Regions from separate parts of the Macaca mulatta genome. Here all the other regions are linked to region 3. Evidence: chromatin contacts called from public Hi-C data. All regions are on one chromosome and are shown on one strand. The core of a region is the stretch at or near the end of the contact, and the rest is flanking DNA. Distances in the headings are between cores, read along the strand shown.

Region 1 (4,756 bases), core at 953-3,452, 110 kb before region 3:
ATACTACTATGAGATATTCCTTTCACCTCTCAGAATGGCAAAGTTAAAAAAATTTTGATAATACACTGCTGACCAGGGTATGGCAATGCATTTTTGGCAGGAGTGCAAATTGGTAAAATTGCATTGAGGTCAATTTGGCAGTAGCCATCAACATCCCAGTATTTTTTTTTTTGAGGCAGAGTCTTGCTCTGTCACCCAGGCTGGAGTACAGTGGCACAATCTCAAATCACTGCAACTTCTGCCTCCCAGGTTCAAGCAATTTTCCTGCTGCAACCTCCCAAGTAGCTGGGATTACAGGTGGGCACCACCACGCCTGGCAAATTTTTCTATTTTTAGTAGAGACAGGGTTTCACCATGTTGACCAGGGTGATCTTGAACTCCTGACCTCAGGTGATTTCCCCGTCTTGGCCTCCCAGAGTGCTGGGATTACAGGCATGAGCCACCGTGCCTGGCCCAATATCCCAGTACTTCAGATATGGCAATTCTGTTTTTAGCATTTTTATGCCACAGACTTACCCACACACAGGCACAAAGGTGTATATGGAAGGGTAATTATGACAAGGTTCTTTTTGTCCTAAAAAAATAACAAATTGGGAGGAAAATGACATGTCTGTCTCAGACTGTATTCTTGGTTGCAAGTGGCAGATGTGACTCTGGTTGGTGAGCTAAAAGTGACTTGCTATAAAGACAAGTGTTGAGAGGGATGAAGCATAGACTTGATGCTAAACCTCAAGAAATAAAGCCGCAAACCACACATAGAAATAGCCAGATGAAGAAAACACCCGGAATGTTGAGCTGCCACCAAGAACTCCAAGCCGCAATTTGGACTGCTGACAAGAACTTGACTGTAGCCACAACTGTAACTCATGCTGGGGCTACCAATATCCCTTCTGCAGCAGGAACTTGCTTTATAGCCCCTACTGCTCTCAAAACTATAGCTTGTGGTGCATTCTTGCCAGCAAAATGGATGCCCTTCCCACAGCCCATTTCCTCCTAGGGACTACTTCTGATTTGGAGACTGGCAAGGGTGCAACTGGACAGATCTGGGGAGCTTCAAAGGAGACTGGAGAGTGAGTTTTTCTAAAAACATTAGAAGCATTCCAAAGGAGCTGGTGAGGCAAGAAACATGACGCATGTCCATCACACTGTCTCTCAATAGGATATTGGCTAATACCTTGTCGCACATCCATGCATCAGAACCCCAGGCAGCCCTTGAACAGAATGAGATAGTTTTAAAAGTGATGATGTGTGAGAATCTCCAAGGTTTGGCCAATGCGTATTATGTTCTACCATTGGTATTAAAAAGGGAGCTATACATATTTATATGGTTGTCCACGTATACAAAACCCTAGAAGGATATGCAAGAATCTGATAATAATGGTTGTTTCTAGAGAAGAAAAAGGGAGACTAGAAGGGAAGGGAGACTTATTGGTGTGAATTCTATATATGCTGTGTATATATATAATCTATGCAAAATTTTTTAAAATAAAATGTTTGTGGCCGGGCTTAGTGGCTCACACGTGTAATCCTAGCACTTTGGGAGGCCAAGGGGAGTGGATCACCTGAGGTCAAGAGTTGGAGACCAGCCTGGCCAACATGGTGAAACCTCATCTCTACTAAAAATACAAAAATTAGCTGGGCATGGTGACGGGTGCCTGTAATCCTAACTACTCGGGAGCCTGAGGCAGGAGAATCACTTGAACCCAGTAGGCAGAGATTGCAGGGAGCCAATATGGCGCCATTGCACTTCAGCCTGAGCGACAAAGCAAAAACTCCTCAAAAAAAAAAAAAAAAGTTTGCCATATGTCAGAATTGTGCTGTTAAACATTCGATAAATTGCATTCATTTTAGAGTGTTTAGAAATAAAACAAATGAACAGTGGGTACTATCCACACTGTGATCAAAAGTGACAGCACAGATGCCATAGATGCTAATGATATCTCAGGATCACCAACCCCAGCTTCTGGGCTAAAGGTTGCCCTTCTAATGTCTACAATTGTGAAACAGCAGCCATCTGTCCCACAGAATTGGCCTGCCTGGCTAGCACTTCCTCATGAAGCCAGTTCAGATCTCTGAAGCTGTTAATGACAGCGAGGACACAGAGAACTGTTAGCAAGAACAGCCAATTCATCCTGTCTCCTGCCCACTTCTCAAAGTCTGTGGGAGGGTTTCTGTGATTCCTAAACTGTGAGAAGTTGAGACAGACCCGTGCAACACTTTTGGACCAGTGGATCTTCTAATAATATAATTTTGTTTATTTGAGTGAGATAAGTTTCTTTAGCCGAGTTCTGGGTCTACTAACCACAGCAATTTAATACTTGTTGAGTGAGCTTCAAAAACTTTCAGCTAAATCATTGAGGGTGCTTTCAGCAGCACAAACAGAACACCCAACTAAAAGTGACTCAAACTGAGGACATTCATTATTTCCCATAAAAGGCCTGGAAAAGAGAATCCCCGAGCTGCCTAATTCAGAAGTTCCACAATGTCATAGTTCTGGCTCAGTCTCTCTGACTTTCTCGTGACTTTCCCTTCCCGGTGACAAGATGATCTCCGCTGTTCCCAGCACCATATCTTCACGTGATGATCACTGAAGGCAGGAAGCATAAGGAACACACACTCTCTCTGTTTTTAATTAGGGAGGAAAATCTTTCTCAGAAGCCCTTGGAAGATTTCTCCTCTACTCCAATTGGTCAGAACTGTGTTATGAGCCCACCCCCAACCAATCACTAGCAACGAGGAGAGGATTAACACTCTGCTCAATCGAAGTTCATCCTCAGTGCCTGGGGTTGCCTATTCATTGTTTATCTGAAATTCAGTTTCAATTGGGCATCCTGTATTTTTTTGTTGTTGTTTTGTTTTGTTTTGTTTTTGTTTTTTGAGACAGAGTCTCGCTCTGTCACCCAGGCCAGAGTGCAGTGGCGCGATCCCGCATGCTCCGCCTCCCGGGTTCACACCATTCTCCGCTTCAGTCTCCTGAGTAGCTGGGACTACAGGCGCCCGCCACCGCACCCGGCTAATTTTTTGTATTTTTAGTAGAGACAGGATTTCACCGTGTTAGCCAGGATGGTCTCGATCTCCTGACCTCGTGATCTGCCCGCCTCGGCCTCCCAAAGTGCTGGGATTACAGGCATGAGCCGCCGCGCCCGGCCAACATCCTATATTTTTATTTCTAAATCTGGCCAACCCTACAGGGGGACAACACCTCCATCTTTTCAGTTCCAGTTTACACAGCCCAGCATTTTCACATAAGCATAAGGGTGGCTAGTATCGTGTGCGTGTGGGGGGGTGTGTGTGTGTGTGTGTGCTTTTTGGAGGCAGTGGTTGGGGGTGGGGTTGGAAGGGAGGCAGCAGGGGGAGATCAAAGATCACAGTTTTATAATATTACAGAGTAAAATAAAAATGCTCAGAGTCGGCTGACTAAGATGAACAGGGACAGTGTTTTTAAAACTAAGATGTGTATAGGGCATGTTACCAGTTTACATTTGTGCCATCCAAAATTTTAAAAACCACCACCTAGTGTTCTGTAGCTTTGCTGCAGCACCCAGAAGAGAGTGAAACACAGGCCAGCTGCTTCCTGAGACCCTGGAGTTATCTCTGTTTGGAAGACACTTAATTGAGTATGACTGCCTTTTCAAAGACCCCTTGGGACTGAAGATCAAGGTGCTGTAGAAATGATGAGGAGGAAAGGCAATGTTTCCTATGGGAGTCAATGCTATTTCAACACTATTTTTATGAGCTTCCATAAGGGGGTGATTACAATGTAGGTAATGAAAAGGCCTTTTTGGGTGCTGATTATATGTGTGAATACTGGGATGCTACTCATAGACATACAGAAACCCACAACCCTTTTGCCAGATCTCCAGCTTACCACTGTCAGTGGGCTGCCCCAGCTCTCACAGCCCCCACGTAAAACCACTTGTCTGTCAGACTGTGTGAACTCTGTTTCATCACAGCCCAAGTAGCACTGGCAATTCTGGCAGCCGGACTGGAAACCATGTGGCAGTCCTTTTAAGTGTGTCTCCCTTGGAACCAAAAAATCCAATGGCTTTCATGGAGACAATTATTGGGAACGTGACTGGTAAACACCTATATTTTCTGTCAGAGAACCTGGCCCCAGAGATAGACTTATATGCATTCATGAAAAAGCAGTATTCATTTCCTAAACTATATTTATGTTGTAGACTTGATTAAAGAAGAGCTTCTGTAAGTGAACACGAAAGACTGAATATGCATTTATCTGTTCCCTCCCAAATCCCCACTGTAATAACAGTAAAGAAATAAAAGGACCATAAACTCACAGGGTTAAAGAGAAGGGAAAAATTATGACAGGAGTCAAAATATGTCAACACAATTTTGGAAAATGAAAGCATATGGGCTGTCTTAGTCTGTTTTGAATTACTATAACAGAATACCAGTGACTGCATGATTTATCAAAAGAAGAAATTTATTTGGCTCATGGTTCTGGAGGCTGGGAAGTCTAAGATTGAGGGGCCACCTCTGGTGAAGGCCTTCTCTTTTTTGGCTTTGTCATCCTGTGGTGGAAGGCAGAAGGGCAAGAGAGTTTGTGGTTGCATGTTTGTGTATGGTTGGGGAGGGAGGGAAGGAGCCAAGAGAGGGCTGAACTCGTTGAACTCTTTTTTTTTTTTTTTTTTTTTTTGAGACAGAGTCTCACCCTGTCGCAGGCTGGCGTGCTGTGGTACGATATCGGCTCACTGCAACCTCTGCCTCCCAGGCTCAAGCAATTCTTGTGCCTCAG
Region 2 (4,185 bases), core at 970-3,469, 120 kb after region 3:
TTCAAAGGCAAATTAATCCATATAAAAACCACTCTGATCCTCTGAAAATGTACTATCCCACAGCAAACTGGAAAGGAACATTTTACTTACACCCTCCTGATCTATCTAGCCTTGACACATTTTCTTCCTCCTTAATTCACAACCCTCTACCCCAGTAATATTGCTGATTCCCAAAATACACTCAGCCCAGGAGGAGCAGCTCTCCAGCACAGCTGTCTGCTCCTGCCCTGCTCGGGTATTTTGGTGAGCTATGTGACACAGGACCACACAGAAGGAATGCCACTCTCAGGCCCCACGGTTCCCACTGCACCACAGGCAGGTGCATCCCACCAAACCCCAGTCTGGCATTCGAAACAGAAGAAACTGCCCTGCTGGATGGCGGCTATAGTTTTTCTGAACTTCATCTCTATGTTTAAAACTAGGGCGACAGCCGTCTTGGCTACTGTAAACTAATCTGATGGGCATGGGGGCAGGGAGTGGCTCTGAGGAGGCTGCCAATAGACCATGATTGAGCAAAGGAAAGGAGTGAAATAGTTATTTCTCACTGTTTGCAACCCCAGAAACTCCAAATGAGTGGCTCCTTCACCATGATTTTTAGAAATGGACCATGAGTTCCTTTTACCATCCGGAGTAAAAATCCCAAAGCCTCTTGTGCGGTAGGTCTGGCTTATATTTACACGTGTTTTCTAACAGCATACTGAAATTTGGAAGCCAAATAAAAAAGAAGTTGTCAATGAGGTACACACATAGTAGTTAGGGGCCCTCAAGTTGAGACATGTTTATTAAGAGTTTCTGGCTCTGGGCACTAACTGTGACTTCAGCTCAGTTCTCCTGGAAAAAGAGAACTGTTTGGGATCCTCCTCTATTCCAAGAACAGGGACTGCAAGATGGGCAGGTGGAGGGGTAGCAAACATAACCCAGGGAATTGTCCAAATATGCTAGAACCCCTATCTGGTGACAGCCCCCACACAGACACACAGCTGGAGGAGGCACAGTGTACAGGCCTCACACCTACACCACGGAGAAGCTTCGATTTTTCTCCTTCCTCTCAACTCGGCACTCGTTATGTTAAAACTATCACTACTATCCAATTAGTTAATTTACAGGAATCCAAGATCAAGTCCTGCCACAGCCCCTTCATATATACACAGTAAGCACTTCCTATGGATGCTATCAGGCCTGTTTCCAAACCTCACATTATACCAGGGTTGTAGTGCGATTTAAAAAAAAAAAAAAAATGCATTTTAAAGAGTACCGCAAGATGCTTATTCACAACAACACACCGGAAGCGCAGCAACTTTGAGCTCCCAAAAGCAACCTTTTTTCCCTTCCCTCCACTACTTCTACTCCCCGCGCCGCCACACCGGCTGGGCAGTAGCTCAGCCCACTAGAAGGCAACCAGGCACAAGCCGCGTTCACTAAACGCTAGATGATCACGATGGAGCTGAACCCTTCCCAGCCAGATCTATTCGAAAAGCCCTGCAATCTCTGAGCAGCCCGTGAGAACTCTCCAGACCTGCTTCCCCAAACCAGCCACGCAGGAGCGTGTGGGGAAGAAACCCGAGGCCCCCAGGCTGGGCCCGGCGCAAGGTTCCCCCTCCCCCAAGTCTCCCCTCGCTCTCCTGTCACTCTTTCTGGCACATCACTGGGGAAAACCAGAGAGGCCGGGAGATGTCAGGCCTAGGAGGAGTGAGGAGGAGGGAGAAGGGACAAGGGAGGACGGGAGGTAGTTTGCGGGAAATATCAGTCCAGGGCAGAGGTGCGGTGGCCACGTCTAGTGGGGAAGGACCTCCAAGGTGGATCCGGAGAGACTGAGGGAAGGGGAGGGGAGAGAAGGGGAGGGGGAGTGGCTGGGGAGGCCGGGCCGCCGAGGCCGGAGGGAACCTGGCGACAGGGATGGAGGGGGTTGACCGGCACGGGGAAGGTGCGGTCGGGGTGCGGGGGTACGGGTGGGGAGGCGGGGGCGGGGGGAGCCCTGTTCCCCTCCCCCAGCCCGGGCCCGGGCCTCCCGCTGACTCAGCCCCACGGCGTCCGTCGCCTCTGCCCGGACTCACAGTGCGCGAGGCGGCTCCGGCGGAGGCGGCGGGGGAGGGGACAGGTGGTGGGGGCGCTGCGGCAGAGGCTGCGGTCCCGGCCGGCGGCTCCGGGGCGAAGGGTCCTCGCTGAGGCCGCCGCGGTCTCCGGCTTCAACGCACAGAGACTGCGGGGGACGAGGGCACTGCGCAGGCGCGATGCGGCCGCCGCTGTCAGTCCGAGCGGGGCGGGGCCAGGGCACCCGCCGTCTCCAAGGCAACTGAGCGGCGGGAGGAGGACAGCCCCTACCTCCACCTTGCCTTAGCGACTGCGGCGGGAGGCGGGGGGCGACGGGAACAGGCCCATTGCGTTGCCGTAGCAACGAGGAGACGAGACCGCCTCAGACGTGTGCGGCGGTACCGAGGGAACGCGCCTACCTCGTCACCATAGCAACTGGGAACAGCCCCTTCCTTTTTCCTTGGCAACAGGGTAACAATCCCTCCGCCCTGTCTCATCACGGGAGGAACAACCGTGTACACCTGATTCCAGTAGCTGGATGACGGATTTTCATCTTTTATGGCTACGGAAAAGGAAAAAGAGACGTTTTCTTCTCTTTCAGCGACATGGAAGAGCTAAGGCTGGGTTTTATCTCCTCTCTTGGTGTGCGGGTTCCAATCACAGTCTTTTTCTCTAATCCCCAAATTCATTTTTTTTTCTTTTTCTTTGGGACGGAGTTTCACTCTTGTCCCCCAGGCTGGAGTGCAATGGCGCGATCTTGACTCGCTGCAACCTCCGCCTCCTGGGTTCAAGCCATTCTCCTGCCTCAGTCTCCCGAGTAGCTGGGACTACAGGCGCGCGGCACCACACCAGGCTATTTTTTTTTTTTTTTTTTTTTTTTTTTTTTTTTTTTAGTAGTAGTAGAGATGGGGTTTCACCATGTCGGCCAGGCTGGTCTCGAACTCCAGACCTCAGATGATCCACCTGCCTCGGCCTCCCAAAGTGGTGGGATTACAGGCATGAGACACCGTGCCCAGCCCAATTTTTTCTACCTGTTTTAAACATCCCCTTTCATCTCCTACCAGAGAGTGTACACCTTTACCCTTAAATCGAGCTAACGAAATCGTCTATCTACAGATCACTTGAGTTTTTGTCAGCCTTATTGTTTCTCTCCCATTTGCAAGGATAAAAACCTCTTATTTCTTCATCTTGCTCACTATCTGGTTTGCAGTCTACTTCCTCATAACTAGCTCCCTCTGACATGTCCATTTGTGTTCCCGAATTCCCTCCCCCAATCGTGCTGTTATGGATCTCCTAGGTTCTTCTGGATCCCGCCGTTTCTCTCCACGCTTGCTGTCCTTGTCCTGCACTGCTCTGCCTAGGGCTCCAGTATGTTCTTTTCCCCTGTGACTTCAACATCTTGGTTCTCTTTGTGCTGATGTCTTCTGGCTCTTCCTCCCTCAGCCCTGACTCCCGTGGATGCCTTGAGGTCACCTTTGTACCCACCCTGTACATTCCTCCTTTCTTACACACACCTTACACTAGTCATTTGTTTACGTGTCTGTGTCTCCAATCAGACTATGTGACCCTGGTGGGCAGGAATTCTGTCTTTTTCATCAGCTCCCTCAGCATCCACCACAGCATGTGACCCATAGTAGATTCTGAGAAATGTTTATGTAATTGAATCAAATGAAGACGAATGTTTTCCTTCTTCTTTTCTCTGGCCTAACTGCCTCAGAGTCTCAATCCCCATTTTTCTAATACCTTTACACATAGTTTGTCTTTTAGTACTATGCTACTATTAAAAGTCTCTCATCTCCTTAGCTTTCCATCCTGTTAATTGAGACTCTGGCATTCTCTATTTCCTGAATCCTTGCCTCTAGCACTTCTCTATTCTACACTATCCCAAATGTTTCTACTAAGGTAAATTTCCTCACTGGGTACCAACCCCGTGACTCCCGTACCCTCCATAATCAGCGTAAGCTCTTCACACCTAACCATCCTGATCATCCCGTAACCAACTCTAATCAAGCCCTTTTGGTGAATGTTACTGGATTCTGCTGGGCTTGTTGACATGCCAGAGATGCTGCATTCTCTTCAAACAACTCAAAAGCAAGAACTCACAACCTAGCATTATCTTCCAAATCTCCCTGTCTAGCTCCCACAAATTCCACC
Region 3 (4,258 bases), core at 653-3,152:
AAAAGCAAACAAACAAACAAAAAGCCGGGCATGATGGCATATGCCTGTAATCCCAGCTACCCAGGAGGTTGAGGCAGGAGAATTGCTTGAATCCAGGAGGCGGAGGTTGCAGTGAGCCAAGATCGTGCCACTGCATTCCATCCTGGGCAACAGAGCGAGACTCCATCTCAAAAAGAAAAAGAACCAACAAATCAGCTGGATGCAGTGGCTCACGCCTGTAATCCCAGCACTTTGAGAGGTCAAGGCAGGAGGACTGCTTGAGCCCAGGAGCTCAAGACCACCCTGATCAACATAGTGAGAAACCATCCCTACACAAAATTTAAAATACAGCTCTGACGGTGACGTGCGTGTGTAGTCCCAGCTACTCAGGAGGCTGAGGTGGGAGGATCACTTGAGTCTGGGAGGTCAAGGCTGCAGTGAGCATGGTTGCGCCGCCACTGCACTCCAGCCTGGAGGACACAATGAAACCCTGTCTCAAAAAAAAAAAAAAGAACCAACAAGTGACTTCAGTTTCCAGCAGACAACTGAGAAGGATGTTTCCACTACTAAACAGTGTTCACTGACCTTTGTGAAGAGGACTTCTGGTAAACTCCTCTTGGAATTTAGCACCAGGAAAAAGCTTGCTGGGGCTCATGAATCAGTTCTATCCATACATAAACCATGACATCTCATGTTTGCCTCCAGTACCAGCAAGCTCTGAGCTATAGTCAAAGCTCAAATACCACGGTCTTAAATGTTCTGCAACAGTGTAACTGTACATACTTTTTACTGTAAACTACCTCAAATCTTTCTCAGGAATAGGTGCGAGATATGTGTGATAAATAAGTTAGAAGTAAATGTTGATGAGAGGCAAGTGGGTTTAAAAAGAAGCAGCAGAAGCAGGAAACGGGTCCTGCACCTTGGTAGCTGTGTGCCCCTGGATAAGCCCCTTCGTCTCTGAATCTATACTTGCTTATCAGTAAAATGGGGATCCTGATGCCTGACACCGTCCCTAAGTTGAAATGGAAATTGGCTAACACAATGCTATTAAATCCTGGGTCGTCTTATTAAAGACCTCATTCCTTCCTCTCTTCTCTCATACTGGGAGCCCCCCCAGGACTCCCGGGTAGAGGGCGCCGGTCCGGCCTTGAAGCTGGGCTCTCAGGGCCTCACTGCGGGGTCTCTGCAGCCTCGGTCGCTGGCACAAATGCTGGACTGCAGCAGCCGCTGGGGTCCCCTAGGGGACCTGGGCGCCCCTACCTTATCTCTGAGTCCTCCTTAGGGTACTTGTCCACCAGGCTGATGACGTCCAGCACCACTAGCCCCACGCACAGGATCTGCTTCTCTTCCATGAGGCTGATCCCAGAGCTTCCTGCCCGCCCGACTGACGGGTTCCTCCCGGCCTCTGCCTGTTATCCAGGAGGATGGTGTCCTCGCTCCCAGCTGCCCTGGCTCCTCCTCCGCGTGGGAGCTCCTCCTCCAGGGAGCCACCTGCAGCGGCGAGGGGTGCAGGAAACGAAAGGAGCTGGGCCTTTGCTCCCGACACCCGAAGACCCAAGCTGGCCTGGGAAAGCCAACCCGGAGGTCTTGGCCCCCGGTCTTCCCGTAGCAGGTTGCCTGGGCCTGCAGATGGCAACGCCTCCCACTTCTCAGCCTCAGTTTCCTCGCTTGTCAGATGGACTCGGAGCTGATGCAAACCTTTCTAAAGCGCGGCTAAGCGATCTCGAGAATGCAAAGAGAAAATGCGCTGGAAATGCGCTACGTGCCCCGCCCTCTGCTGCACCTGCGTCTCGGACTCCCGACCCTGGGCCCGCGAGGTAGAGCTGGGCCTGCATCTGCAGCCCTGCCTGAAGACCGTGGTCGCGGCTGCCCGGCCCCGCCCGGGTTAGTCCCAGCCGAGGCCACGCCTCCGCCGCGGAGCAGCGGGACCCGCCGGGTGGGCGGCAGCCTCACGTGGCGGGAACGCCGAGCGCCCCCTGGCGGACGCCGGCGAAATGGGCGGGACGCTAGGGAGATGTCGCAGAAGCGGGGCAGGCGCCGCTTGCTGCCTGAGCCAACCGCCAGCAGCCCCGAGCCGGGCGGAGGCGGCGAGCGCAGTGCGGTACCCGGGGTTCCCTCCGGAGGCCACGGTCTCTCCCGCCCCGTGCCCTGTGCACGCCTGGCAGCCCCCGACCCCGTACCGGAGCAGAACGGTTCGTTTAGTTTTTTTTAGAAAAACCAAGTGTCTTTATTCCTGGATCGTTTAGTACGGCGGTGGGCGGCGCCCGCGCGGGGGAGCCTGGAGCCCCAGGGACTCTGCCTGGAGGGCCACTGGAGGGAGCGGAGGGTGCGAGGATCGGCTCTTCCGCAGGCCGGCCCTGGAGGGGTTCCGGAGGTATCGCGCCAGGCCAAAAGTCTCCATGGGCGGCCCCGGGCCTCCCTGAGCCGGCGCGCCCCGGGCCTGGGGAGAGGCCCCTCTGGGCGCGGTGCCGCTGCGGGCCCGGGTGCGGCGCTCGCCCAGGGCTGGGTGCTGCGTCCCAGGCGGGACCCCGGGAGCCTGCCGCCCCCGCTGTCTCTTCAGCCGGCGTAGACACGTCGGGCGGGACCCCAGTCTACGCGTGTTCAAGCTCTGGGTCCCCATAGAGCAGGGCCCCGCTGAAGATGGTGAGCGGCTCCTCCGAGTGCGCCAGCTGCCCCATGACCAAGTCGACGCAGACCGTGTCCCCGGCCTGCAGCGGCAGGATGAGGCTGAAGACGCCCAGGGTGCCCGGGCTGGGCTGGCTCTCGGCCACCGGCTTATTCTCCAGGCCCTCGGGCTCGTAGCCGCCGGAGTCTACGCGGGCCACGCCCTGGTTGGAGCGGGACAGCACGGCCTCCACTTTCTCGTGCCGGTGCCCAGTCAGCACCGCGCTCAGCAAGTAGCGTCCGGCCAGTGGCGCTGTGAACACGCCTGGGAACAAGGATAGCAGTCAGGGGGGCCAGGGAAGCTCCGGGGAGCGCACCAGAACTCCTGGACTCTGGAGGGACCCGCTGGGTCTTTTCCCCTCACTGGAATGCAAGCAGCAGGGAACTTGGGGCTTTGTTCACTATGCATCCCCAGCCCTTAAAACAGTGCCTGGGCAGGAGCAGACCCCAGTAGAGATCTGCTGAATGAATGAATGAATGAATGACTACTACTTCTCCCCACTGGCTGAGAATGAATAAATGAAGAAAGAGCCGAGGTCTCCCCAAATCAGAGAATGAAAAGATTCACACTGTCGGAAGAGGCAAGAATGGGAAGATAACACTGCACACCTTACCCATTTCTCCAACTGTTCAACCCAGCCCCTCCCAGGCCTACCTGTCTCTGGATCATAATAGCCTCCATCATTGAGCAGGACTCTGTCGAAGGGGACCGTGCCTGGTTCAGACCGGGGCAAACTCAGGGCAGCTGAAAATGCCACTCGGGGCACAGGGGCTGCTGGTGCCCCCTCCACTCCTGAGCAGGAAGGGTGGGTGTTAAAGGGGATGCTCAGGGCAGAGTGCCAGCCCCCTTCCCCTGCTGGATCCCCAGCCCAGGGCTGCCCGAGGACCTCCATCCTCCAACCCCTAGTCGCTTCTCCCCCAAGAATCAAATGAAAGGCACTCACCCTGTTCACCTTGAGGACCTGTGAGAAGAGGAAAGGGAGCAGTGAGAAGTAAAGCAGCTCTCACTAAGTCACTCAGCAAACATCTGCTGAGGCTCTCCTGTTGTGCTGGGTGCTACATGGACTTCAAAGAAGGAATTGGGGTATCAAGAAAAATAGGAATAGGTAGGGTCCATTCTGTTCAACTGCTGGGCCATCCCAGCTTTTCACACCCCAGTCAGCCATAATAGACTCAGCTTTAGTCTCCAGTACTGCAGTGGGGCCAACATTATCCATTAGCCTCCTATTACCCATTAACCAAACACAGTGACTATCACAGTTCCTCCTCACTTTCCTCTGATTTTCCCTATCAGTCAAGTAGGACCCAATTCCCCTTGTCAAGTTCAGAGTGGAATGTCAAGCCTGGGGCTGCCAGAGGGGGTCAGGGTTGGAGGGTGGGCAGTGGCAACCCTGACTGCAGCAAGGGTCTCAGTGCACATACCTGGTGGCCCAATGGGCCCCTCTTGCCCGTCCTTGCCTGGCGATCCTGGAGGTCCAGCAGGGCCTGGGGGCCCCTGCAGCCCAGGAGGCCCTGGGGGCCCAGCCTCTCCTGCAGGCCCTACAGTGACAAAATTGAGTTGAAAGAGGGCCATAAAAGGAGTTTCCAATGGGTAAGGAAGGTGGGTGGTGGCTTC

Evidence for each region. A called contact is a pair of places that touch in the nucleus more often than the background predicts.
Region 1: a contact with region 3 is called in a Hi-C map of liver, with 3 times the contacts expected there. The contact joins the enhancer-like site here to the promoter of KHK in region 3. A contact is called at or near these places in 4 of 14 Hi-C or Micro-C datasets (cortical neurons, fetal cortex germinal zone, fetal cortical plate and 1 more).
Region 2: a Hi-C map of liver shows a contact between it and region 3, with 2.9 times the contacts expected there. The contact joins the promoter of MAPRE3 here to the promoter of KHK in region 3. A contact is called at or near these places in 2 of 14 Hi-C or Micro-C datasets (fetal cortex germinal zone and liver).

Annotation. Positions count from the first base shown.
Region 1 is chr13:97,802,184-97,806,939 of T2T-MMU8v2.0, forward strand. No RefSeq gene overlaps it. Among named protein-coding and RNA genes, the nearest start is that of SLC5A6, 27 kb to the left of the region's middle. Within about 2 kb of position 2,203, at least 5 of the 40 cell types and tissues checked have an H3K27ac peak or open chromatin away from gene starts, as enhancers often do. A contact at or near this core is called in liver, where this site is marked.
Region 2 is chr13:98,029,131-98,033,315 of T2T-MMU8v2.0, forward strand. It overlaps MAPRE3 (microtubule associated protein RP/EB family member 3), which reads right to left and starts at 2,220. Exons shown (of 8, transcript XR_013402945.1): 1 at 2,055-2,220.
Region 3 is chr13:97,912,572-97,916,829 of T2T-MMU8v2.0, forward strand. KHK (ketohexokinase) reads right to left here and starts at 1,903. Exons shown (of 8, transcript XM_077959977.1): 1 at 1,240-1,903. The coding sequence starts at 1,331. It overlaps EMILIN1 (elastin microfibril interfacer 1), which reads right to left. Exons shown (of 8, transcript NM_001260908.1): 5 at 4,066-4,182; 6 at 3,588-3,605; 7 at 3,299-3,436; 8 at 2,212-2,908. The coding sequence ends at 2,571.